Regions from separate parts of the Mus musculus genome. Here regions 2 and 3 are each linked to region 1. The links are chromatin contacts, called in public promoter capture Hi-C maps. All regions are on one chromosome and are shown on one strand. The core of a region is the stretch at or near the end of the contact, and the rest is flanking DNA. Distances in the headings are between cores, read along the strand shown.

The links. Promoter capture Hi-C pulls out the DNA fragments that hold promoters and counts their contacts.
Region 2: a contact with region 1 is called in a promoter capture Hi-C map of pre-B cells, with 4 times the contacts expected there. The contact joins the promoter of Naa60 here to the promoter of Trap1 in region 1. A contact is called at or near these places in 19 of 39 promoter capture datasets (the 3T3-L1 cell line, 3T3-L1-derived adipocytes, the C10 cell line and 12 more), 5 of 484 Hi-C or Micro-C datasets (CD8 T cells, embryonic stem cells, natural killer cells and 2 more), 8 of 115 datasets of contacts at active chromatin or transcription factors (bone marrow-derived macrophages, effector CD8 T cells, embryonic stem cells and 4 more) and 3 of 9 other capture datasets (adipose tissue, liver and pancreatic islet).
Region 3: a contact with region 1 is called in a promoter capture Hi-C map of cranial neural crest. The contact joins the enhancer-like site here to the promoter of Trap1 in region 1. A contact is called at or near these places in 3 of 39 promoter capture datasets (cranial neural crest, embryonic stem cells and pre-B cells), 3 of 484 Hi-C or Micro-C datasets (CD4 T cells, LSK cells and cortical neurons), 3 of 115 datasets of contacts at active chromatin or transcription factors (astrocytes, bone marrow-derived macrophages and pro-B cells) and 3 of 9 other capture datasets (adipose tissue, liver and pancreatic islet).

What each region holds. Positions count from the first base shown.
Region 1 is chr16:4,076,517-4,079,151 of GRCm38.p6, forward strand. Trap1 (TNF receptor-associated protein 1) reads right to left here and starts at 1,294. Exons shown (of 18, transcript NM_026508.2): 1 at 1,177-1,294. The coding sequence starts at 1,264.
Region 2 is chr16:3,883,332-3,885,966 of GRCm38.p6, forward strand. It overlaps Naa60 (N(alpha)-acetyltransferase 60, NatF catalytic subunit), which reads left to right and starts at 1,288. Exons shown (of 7, transcript NM_029090.3): 1 at 1,288-1,475. It also overlaps a transcript of Zfp597 not described here.
Region 3 is chr16:3,922,886-3,925,520 of GRCm38.p6, forward strand. It overlaps Cluap1 (clusterin associated protein 1), which reads left to right. Exons shown (of 12, transcript NM_029738.2): 7 at 955-1,088. Among named protein-coding and RNA genes, the nearest start is that of Gm15537, 5.2 kb to the right of the region's middle. Within about 2 kb of position 1,291, at least 25 of the 459 cell types and tissues checked have an H3K27ac peak or open chromatin away from gene starts, as enhancers often do.

The sequences.
Region 1 (2,635 bases), core at 44-2,543:
GAACATGATGCAAAGATACACAAGAAATCAGAGAAGATACGGATCCACTGTTAAGTAAAACCAGCTTCTCTGTAGATAGAAATCACAAGAGATGTCTTCTACACAGAGCTCTTTTTTTTTTTAGTATTCTCCGTGGCACTGGGGACCAATTCAGGGCCTATGCAAGCCAAGCACAAACTGCCTTTGGGGGCTCTTTTTTTGTTGTTTTGGTTTGAGACATACTCAAATGTTGGAAAAGATACTATGGGTAAATCAGTTTTGCTACTAGAGGACACATATACAGACAAAAGTATTTTGAGCACCAGGCACTGTGGCACACTTTAATCCTACCACTCTGGGGAGCAGAGGCAGATGAATCTCTGTGAGTTTGTGACCACCCTGGCCAGGCGGAACATATATGGTGAAACCCTGTCACCCTCCCCACACCCAATAAAAAACTGAGGTGAAGTTTGGCAGATTAGCTAATACAGAAATAAAAGGGCAAATTCTGAAACCGAAAACATGTTCCTAAAGATTTAAGCAATCGCTCACTCAAATCTGTTAAACACTGTAACGATATTTGTGGCCAAGAGAACATTTAGTGGAGGATGAGAGCGACAAAACTTCGGAAAGCCATTGGGAAGCTATGTTTATGCGAAACATAAATGTAATGAATGCCAGAAGCTTTAATATTCTTTCGCAGTTAATTCTTGACTTGAGCCCTTTTATGTAAAAATAGCTGTAAATACGTATAATTTAAGTGTATGTAACGCTAACATCTTCACTGTTACATGAGTGCGGGGTGGGAAAGTATAGATTAAGGTTATTCTCTCTCCTTTCCTTTCTCTTTCAATTCCAGGGATCAAACACGCGGAGTTCACTGGCTCCCTGAAGTCCTGGGTAACCGTTGGTTTTGCTCACCGTAGTTACCCCAGGGCTTGACTTCTGCGAGAGCTGAGCTTGTGAACAGCCGCGTGCAACGAACTTGTCAACCCAAGCGCGGGAGCGTCTGCAATCAGGACTACCAGGGACTGACGAGAGCAGGCTGTGGCTGCCCGTGACTCGGCTCCCCAAAAGCGACCACAAGGTCCTACTCCCCGCCCCACTTAGCAGCTCCGGCGCAGTGCGGCCTCCCGCCGGTCTAAGAGTGTGCACACAGCCTCAGACGCCGCCTCTGCGCTCTCGTGCCGCGCTCACCTCGCCGAACTCCAGCCAGCGCGGGGGCCCGCAGTACAGTCTGCAGCCCGCGGCCCCACAGCAACACAGCTCGCAGCTCGCACGCCATGCTTCCTTTCCCAAGTGTGGCTAACAGCCTAACAGAGTGATGAGGGGGCCTTCCGCGGGGGCGGCTCAGTGACGTCATGGCGCGCGACGGGCTGTCCAAGGCGTTGCCTGTGCGAGAACGGGAACGCAGCAAACCGCAGCGCGGGGGCCCTGAAGACTGTACTTTTTGACCTTGGATCTCAGTGACAAGGTCGCTGATCCCTTGCATTGTGCGTGTGAGGGTTATAGTGTCCCCGGCCCGCGGTGCTGGCGGTCCCTAGGCGGGAGCATCCCATTCTCGAGATGGCACTACCCAGCTGGAGTGTGGATCCACTGAAAAACTCTTACAGCAATGCCAAAACCTACACTTTGACAAATTTTAGGTTTGACTGTTATTCGCCAAAACGTGAGCTCAGTAACCAACACCTTTGGACTTACCCGTTTATTGTGACTTTCTCCCTACTGGAAGCTTGTTTGGGGATCCAGGCCACAAACCTTGTCTCTAAAGTTTTTTTTTTTTTTTTTTTTTTTGTTTTTTTGTTTTTTTGTTTTTGTTTTTCGAGACAGGGTTTCTCTGTATAGCCCTGGCTGTCCTGGAACTCACTTTGTAGACCAGGCTGGCCTCGAACTCAGAAATCCACCTGCCTCTGCCTCCCAAGTGCTGGGATTAAAGGCTTGCACCACCACGCCCGGCCCTCTAAAGTTTAATCCAAACTCCAGCCGCCTCCAGAGCAGGTCGCTTGTCCCGGTCCTAACCTCAGAGTAAGGCCCAGCGAGGACCTTTCTGACAGGTTCTCGCTTGATTCTGACACACACCAGATACATTTTCCTATGATCAGATTTTACTAAAACATTAGAGCGATTATCTAGCTTGTTAGCAGACACTAGTAGCAAGAGCAGTTAATTCCTGGATCCAGAATAGACTTGAAGTTTTGGTATAGGGAATGTTTAGTTACTGTTCTAGGTTGACAAGGATTGCTCCCACATTGACTTTATAGATGGAAAATAGATAAGAATGGGCAGATATGAGGCCAAACTTTAATACAGGCTCTGTATTTAAAGTGCCTGTTGCCCTGATAACCCCAAGAAATTGACAGAGCACTGTGTGCCTGTGATCTCAGTGCTGGGGAGACAGAAACAAGAGAATCCTTGGGTTTTGCTAGCCAACCAATCTGATTCTGATGTCCCATGTTCAGTAAAAGGCCATGTTTCAATATAAGGTGGAGAGAGCACCTGAACACCTCACAATTCCTACCCCTAACCCCCAGCCAGTTCTGCTCCTGCTGGGCCCACATCCTCCACAACCAGCCCCACCCCTGCTCCCTAGTGTCTTTTTCCATGGTCACCCTTAGATCCTCACAGTTCTAGCTTCTGCCCCCAGGTTCTGTATTAC
Region 2 (2,635 bases), core at 38-2,537, 190 kb before region 1:
TTAATTAAGATCAGCCAAACACAGGAGCCAGGTGAATGCTCTGATGCAATGCTAGTCTATTGTTAAACCCACCTACAGTGGTCCTTTAGTAAATACCTGATTATGCTATTCCTCTGGGCCTAGTGAAAAACCTGCACCAGGGGAATTCCATTCTACTAACCCTTTCATGAGTAATACTCCAACCCACCTATTTCCTAGGCCATTGTGTATTCCTGTGTTTGGGTGAAACTCAGCTATTGTTCTAAGTAATTACTATGCAGACTGGCCCTGAGCTTTTCTAGCTCTGTTCTAGTAAATTGTAATGTCTGATTATTTTCACTGTCTCTACTAGAAGTGAATTTGAATGTTACTGAATAGGTAACATTCTTACTGAATTCCAAGCTCAGGGTCAGGACATTGGAACACTGACAAAGGCTTAGCTATATGTCAAAATCAATCCTTAAAGGCACTTATAATAAAACAATACTGAAAGAGAGCACACGAATCCATACACCAGACTAACGCTGGGACAGGGTTTGAGTATACGTGCTATTGGAATGCCAAGGCTCCAGGAGGCGAAGTTTCCGTGAAAGTCTTCACCTCATGACTGCTTCCAGGTTTCTAAACCTGTAATGCGAGTCACTACTGGAGTGGATGTAGCACTGATGTATTTCTTGGATATTAATATTTTTTTAAGGTTGGTTGAGCCTTTGACTACATACCATTTTAGTTATCTAAAAGCAAAGAATAAACTGTTGGTCAGCAAGCTTTTCTCTGGTTACACGAACTGAATTATCTCTGAATTACATCTGGATATAGAACTCCCACCCCCACCCAGCCCTGAAGGCCAATGTCACTTGTCCACTGCAATGATAGCTCACGACCACCCTTCTGTGGCTGTCAGCGCGAGCGCGGGGCGGTGCCTTTTGAGTCAGGGCTTCTAGCAATCACCAGCGCCAGCATCTATTAATACTAACCTCCAGTGGGGGAAGAGCAGGCCAGCGGCGGAGCCGTGCGTCTCAGGACTAGGGAGGCCTCGGAGCTCCTCTGACCCGCTTGATCGAGGAAAGGCGCCCTCTGACCCGCTTGATTGAGGAAAGGCGCGGAAACCCCGGCCCGCCGCCGCCGGTGTCCACGCATGCACGCAAGGGCAGCTGGGCGGCTCGCAGCTGTCTTGAGCTTCCGCCGCCAGTGCGGGAGGCTTCGGGAGCAGGTCCCGCCAGCGGCCAGAGGCTTGCCAGCTCCCAACATGGTGGCGGCGGCGTCAGGGAGGGCGGTGCCACATGGCGTAGCAGCCAATGATCTTCCGGGCTGCGCCGCCGGCAGCACAGGAGAGGCGGAAGTGCCGCGGGGCCGCCTTCCCTGTCCCGGCTGCGGCCCCTGCCGGTTACATAATCTGTCGCGGGGGACCGCGCAGTCCCACGTCCGGCTTCCCGGCTCCCCCAGGATGCGCTGAGCCTTGAGACACCGTCCGCTGCCGCCGGCTCCCGTCCGAGGTGAGGCAGCCGGGGGCCTCGGCGGGTGCAAATCGGGGCGGTGAGGAGGTCGCTGTCGCGACACCGAGGGCACTGCCCGCCCGTGGGAGGCCGGGTTTTCCGGAGAGCCCCTTACCCACCCCTGCGCGGGGCGCTTCTTAGCGCCCAGTTTGTTTCCGTGACGGCGGCGAGGGGCGCGGTGGGGCGTCGGGAATTGGCCTTTCTGGGGACCCTCAGCCAGTAATTGCAGGAATTGGGAGATGGAAAGGCGGCATCCTCTGGTTTTGGAGGTGAAGGGTCTGGTCGACTCTTCTAGCTCCAGCCTGCCTCCCTTAAGGGACTTGTTGAGCTGGGGGTAATTGTCGACTTTTTGCACGCGTGAAAGCCGAGGACCCTGCTTTAGGTCTGTCGCGTCTTTTCATTCCAGCAGTACTTTTGGTATTCCGGCACATGGAAGCTAAGCGGACCCTCCATAATCGCCTCTGACTTATTTCTTCTGAATTGGAGAAAACATTTGCCAAGGAGAAAAGGGGATCTATGACCAGTGCTGCTGTCTTGGGCTGGGGCTGTGGAGAGGGTACTCTGGGCCTTCTGAACCTCCAGCAAATGCCTGCCTTGCTGGTGTCAAAACCCAAGGCTTGGGGAGCCAGGCTGCAATAAACATAAACTTTGGCTCCTTTATTGATCTCTTAACTCTGCCAAGTCCCAGAGCCATGTGCTTTTGGGTCATTCTTGTCACCCTTTGGTCTTGAAAGAAGAGACTCACAGCCTAACTCTGTGGCTCCTGTGGTGTCTGGAGTGCTAATTAAGGAAGTTGCCAAAGAGCTTTTCCTTTTTCAAAGTACTAGAAACATAAAATCCCTGAATTAGTCTTGGCTTGTCTGCTGGCTTGTGTGACCCAGCAGGCAAAGTCATGTTACTCCCGAAATCATCTATGCAAAGACTTGAGTCCACAAAACCATGTGACATGGAGGAGAGTTTTAGAAGGCCTGTGACCTTGTTACCAGCCGAAATGTCAGGAAGAGGAAGGTCTGGGACAAAAACAGCATATAAGTACACACAGAGAGAGATGCACACACCAGTGAACTGCGAGTTAGTACAATGTGATTAAAAACTAGAGGATGCCGAAGGGCCATCGTGCCAAAGTAGTACACTGCTCATGGCAGGGAACATAAGTCTAC
Region 3 (2,635 bases), core at 41-2,540, 150 kb before region 1:
CACGAGGCGCCCAACAGCCAGCTTCACATAGTCTGAATATGAAGCCAGCACATTTGCTTTTTACCATGCCCTTCAAGTAAATGTGCTCTTAGAAATATAGGGGTGTCTGCGGATGTAGCCAGTGGTCTTTGACCCCCGGTAGTGCCAACAGCCCAGAGCTTCGGCCCCATTGTGCCTAGACCTTGTTATAAAGCTGCATCTCATCAGAATGGCTAGTTGCTGCTGTCGGATCCATTTCTGCCTTGACTTTACCAATAAAGGAGTTTCTCCATTTATTTTAGTTTTTAGTTGAGCTTTTACCATAGAAGAAAAAGGAATCTTCTTTGTCCATCAAAGCAGACAAAGGGTCAGAGCTGAGGCTAGTTCATGAGGGTTTTGGGTTTGGTCCCCTCCTGAGCCAACTGTGTATGTCTGTGTCTGTCTGTCTTGTGTCTATGTGAGTATCTATATCGATGTGTCTGCCTGTCTGTGTATGTGTCTGTGTATCTGTGACTGTGTGTGTCCATGTATGTAACTGTGTGTCCAAACTCTGTGTGTGTGTGTGTGTGTGTGTCTCCAATTCCTCGGTTGGTATTTTGTAACCAGGGAGCAGCCCAAGTGAAGGCTGACAGTGCAGTGATCCACCAGTGCCCAGTGCTAAGCAAGCAGGCTGGACACAGATCCTGTGACCTCTCTGTCTTTACTAGAATGTCTCTGTCATTCTTCTCGCCATGTTTGCTTGCTTCCATGGAAGAAACATGCACTTTTCATGACAAGAGTGGTGCTCTCCTGTCCCCGTGTCCTCCTTTCACTCCTGTCACTGGAAATAGTTTGTTAATAAGTTACAGTGGAGGAGGGGTGGGCTTTGTTGGTTTGTGTGATGTTGCTTTGCACAAAGTGTTAAGGAACTCTGTGCTCAGAGTCAGGGGACAGCACTCCGTGGCACCTTATCTCACTATTTCCTATTCAATGTAGGCCCAGGTTCAGAAGACTAAAGACCTGCTTAATAATGTGGCCTCTGATGAAGCAAACTTAGAAGCCAAAATTGAAAAGAGAAAATTAGAACTGGAAAGAAATCGGAAGCGACTGCAGACCCTGCAGAGTGTCAGGTAGAGTGACTAGAGTATCTGTGGGTGAGGACATTAGGTTGGAGGAAGGGACGTGGCATAAGCTGTTCAGCCATCAAAAAGCAGCAGCATGCACAGAGACCCCATGCCACAGTTTCCTTGCTTCCTGTCCTAAGAGGAGACTGCTGTGCTCTCCCACTCTCTGCACTGCTGCTAATATGTCTGCAACGTGGCCGAACTCTAGAGCCCTCTTGAAAGTTTTGTGGTTTCTTGTAACATGAGACAAAGTAAATCCAGATGGAGGGAGTTCTACTAAGTTAGGCCGTCTAAAATCTTACCATATGTTATATTGAAACAGAACAAACTCTCATCTTCTGGGTTGAATAGATTTTAGACTTTTCATTTTGATAACTACTCACCTGTCAGCAATTCATGTTCCTTATAACTTTGGCTCCGTGGAAAAAACAGCTCCACTGAGCAGTGTGTTAGTGGCCAGAACATTGCCTATGTCAGTGGAACCTTTTGTCTATTCCTCAGATTTTCTTTGTGTCTTCTCTTTACTCGTTTATGCTTTCCCTCCTTGGTCTCAATATTTTTTGACTTTTCTTTTTACAATGTTGGGAGTGAGCATTGGCAAACCACAGGCATCAAGAGCAAGTCACCAAAGGGCCTCACATACCACCCCCACCCCAGGGCCTCGCTTGTTCCTCTGCTGAAATCACTGCCACGAGAGTCCTTGGACTCACTAACAAAGTCAGCCTTAAAGCAGAACTCACTCTAGTTCAGCCCCAAAGCACCCAAAGTAAGTTTGTTTGTTTGTTTGTTTGTTTGTTTGTTTCAAAACAGGATCTCACTATGTAGCTCTAGCTGTCCTGGAAATCACTATGTAAATTAGGCTTGCCTAGAACTCACAGTGATCTGCCTGCCTCTGCCTCCCAAATGCTGGTACTCAAAGCATGTGCTACTACCCCCAGCAAGCCCCAAATCTTTTAAATAGAAAAGTTGCTCTTTTCTAATTTTAAAAGATTAGTGTTCTCTTCCCATCTGTTTCATCCTCTGTCTTACTTTCTATTGCTGTAGCAAAAGTTACCATTACCAAGGTAATTTATGAAAGAATGCATTTAGCTGGGATTACAGTTTCAGAGGTTAGAGTCCATGCTGGAACAAAGACATGAACAGCTGGGAATTCACGTCTTGATCCAGAAGCAGGAGAAAGAGCACACTGGAAATAGAACAAGTCTTTTGAAACCTCAAAGCCCCGCCCCCAATGGCACACCTTCTCCAACTAGGCCACACCTCCTAATCCTTCCCAAATACTCTCACAAACTGAGGGACAAGCATTCAAATCTATGAGGCTGTGTCTCTGTTCTCATTCAAATACCACATTCCCAACTCCTTGTGTCATTTTAAAAACTGTCTCAGGTGCTTGCTTACCAGCACATACACTACGACTGGAATGACAGAGTGGTGTGGGCCTGTGGGGGTGTCATGCAGATTTGTGAAGCATTCCGTATTTTGACATGTGGTCTCTTGATGCCATGGACAAGCATCTCAGAAGCCAGAACTAATATTTCAGTGAACATATGTTA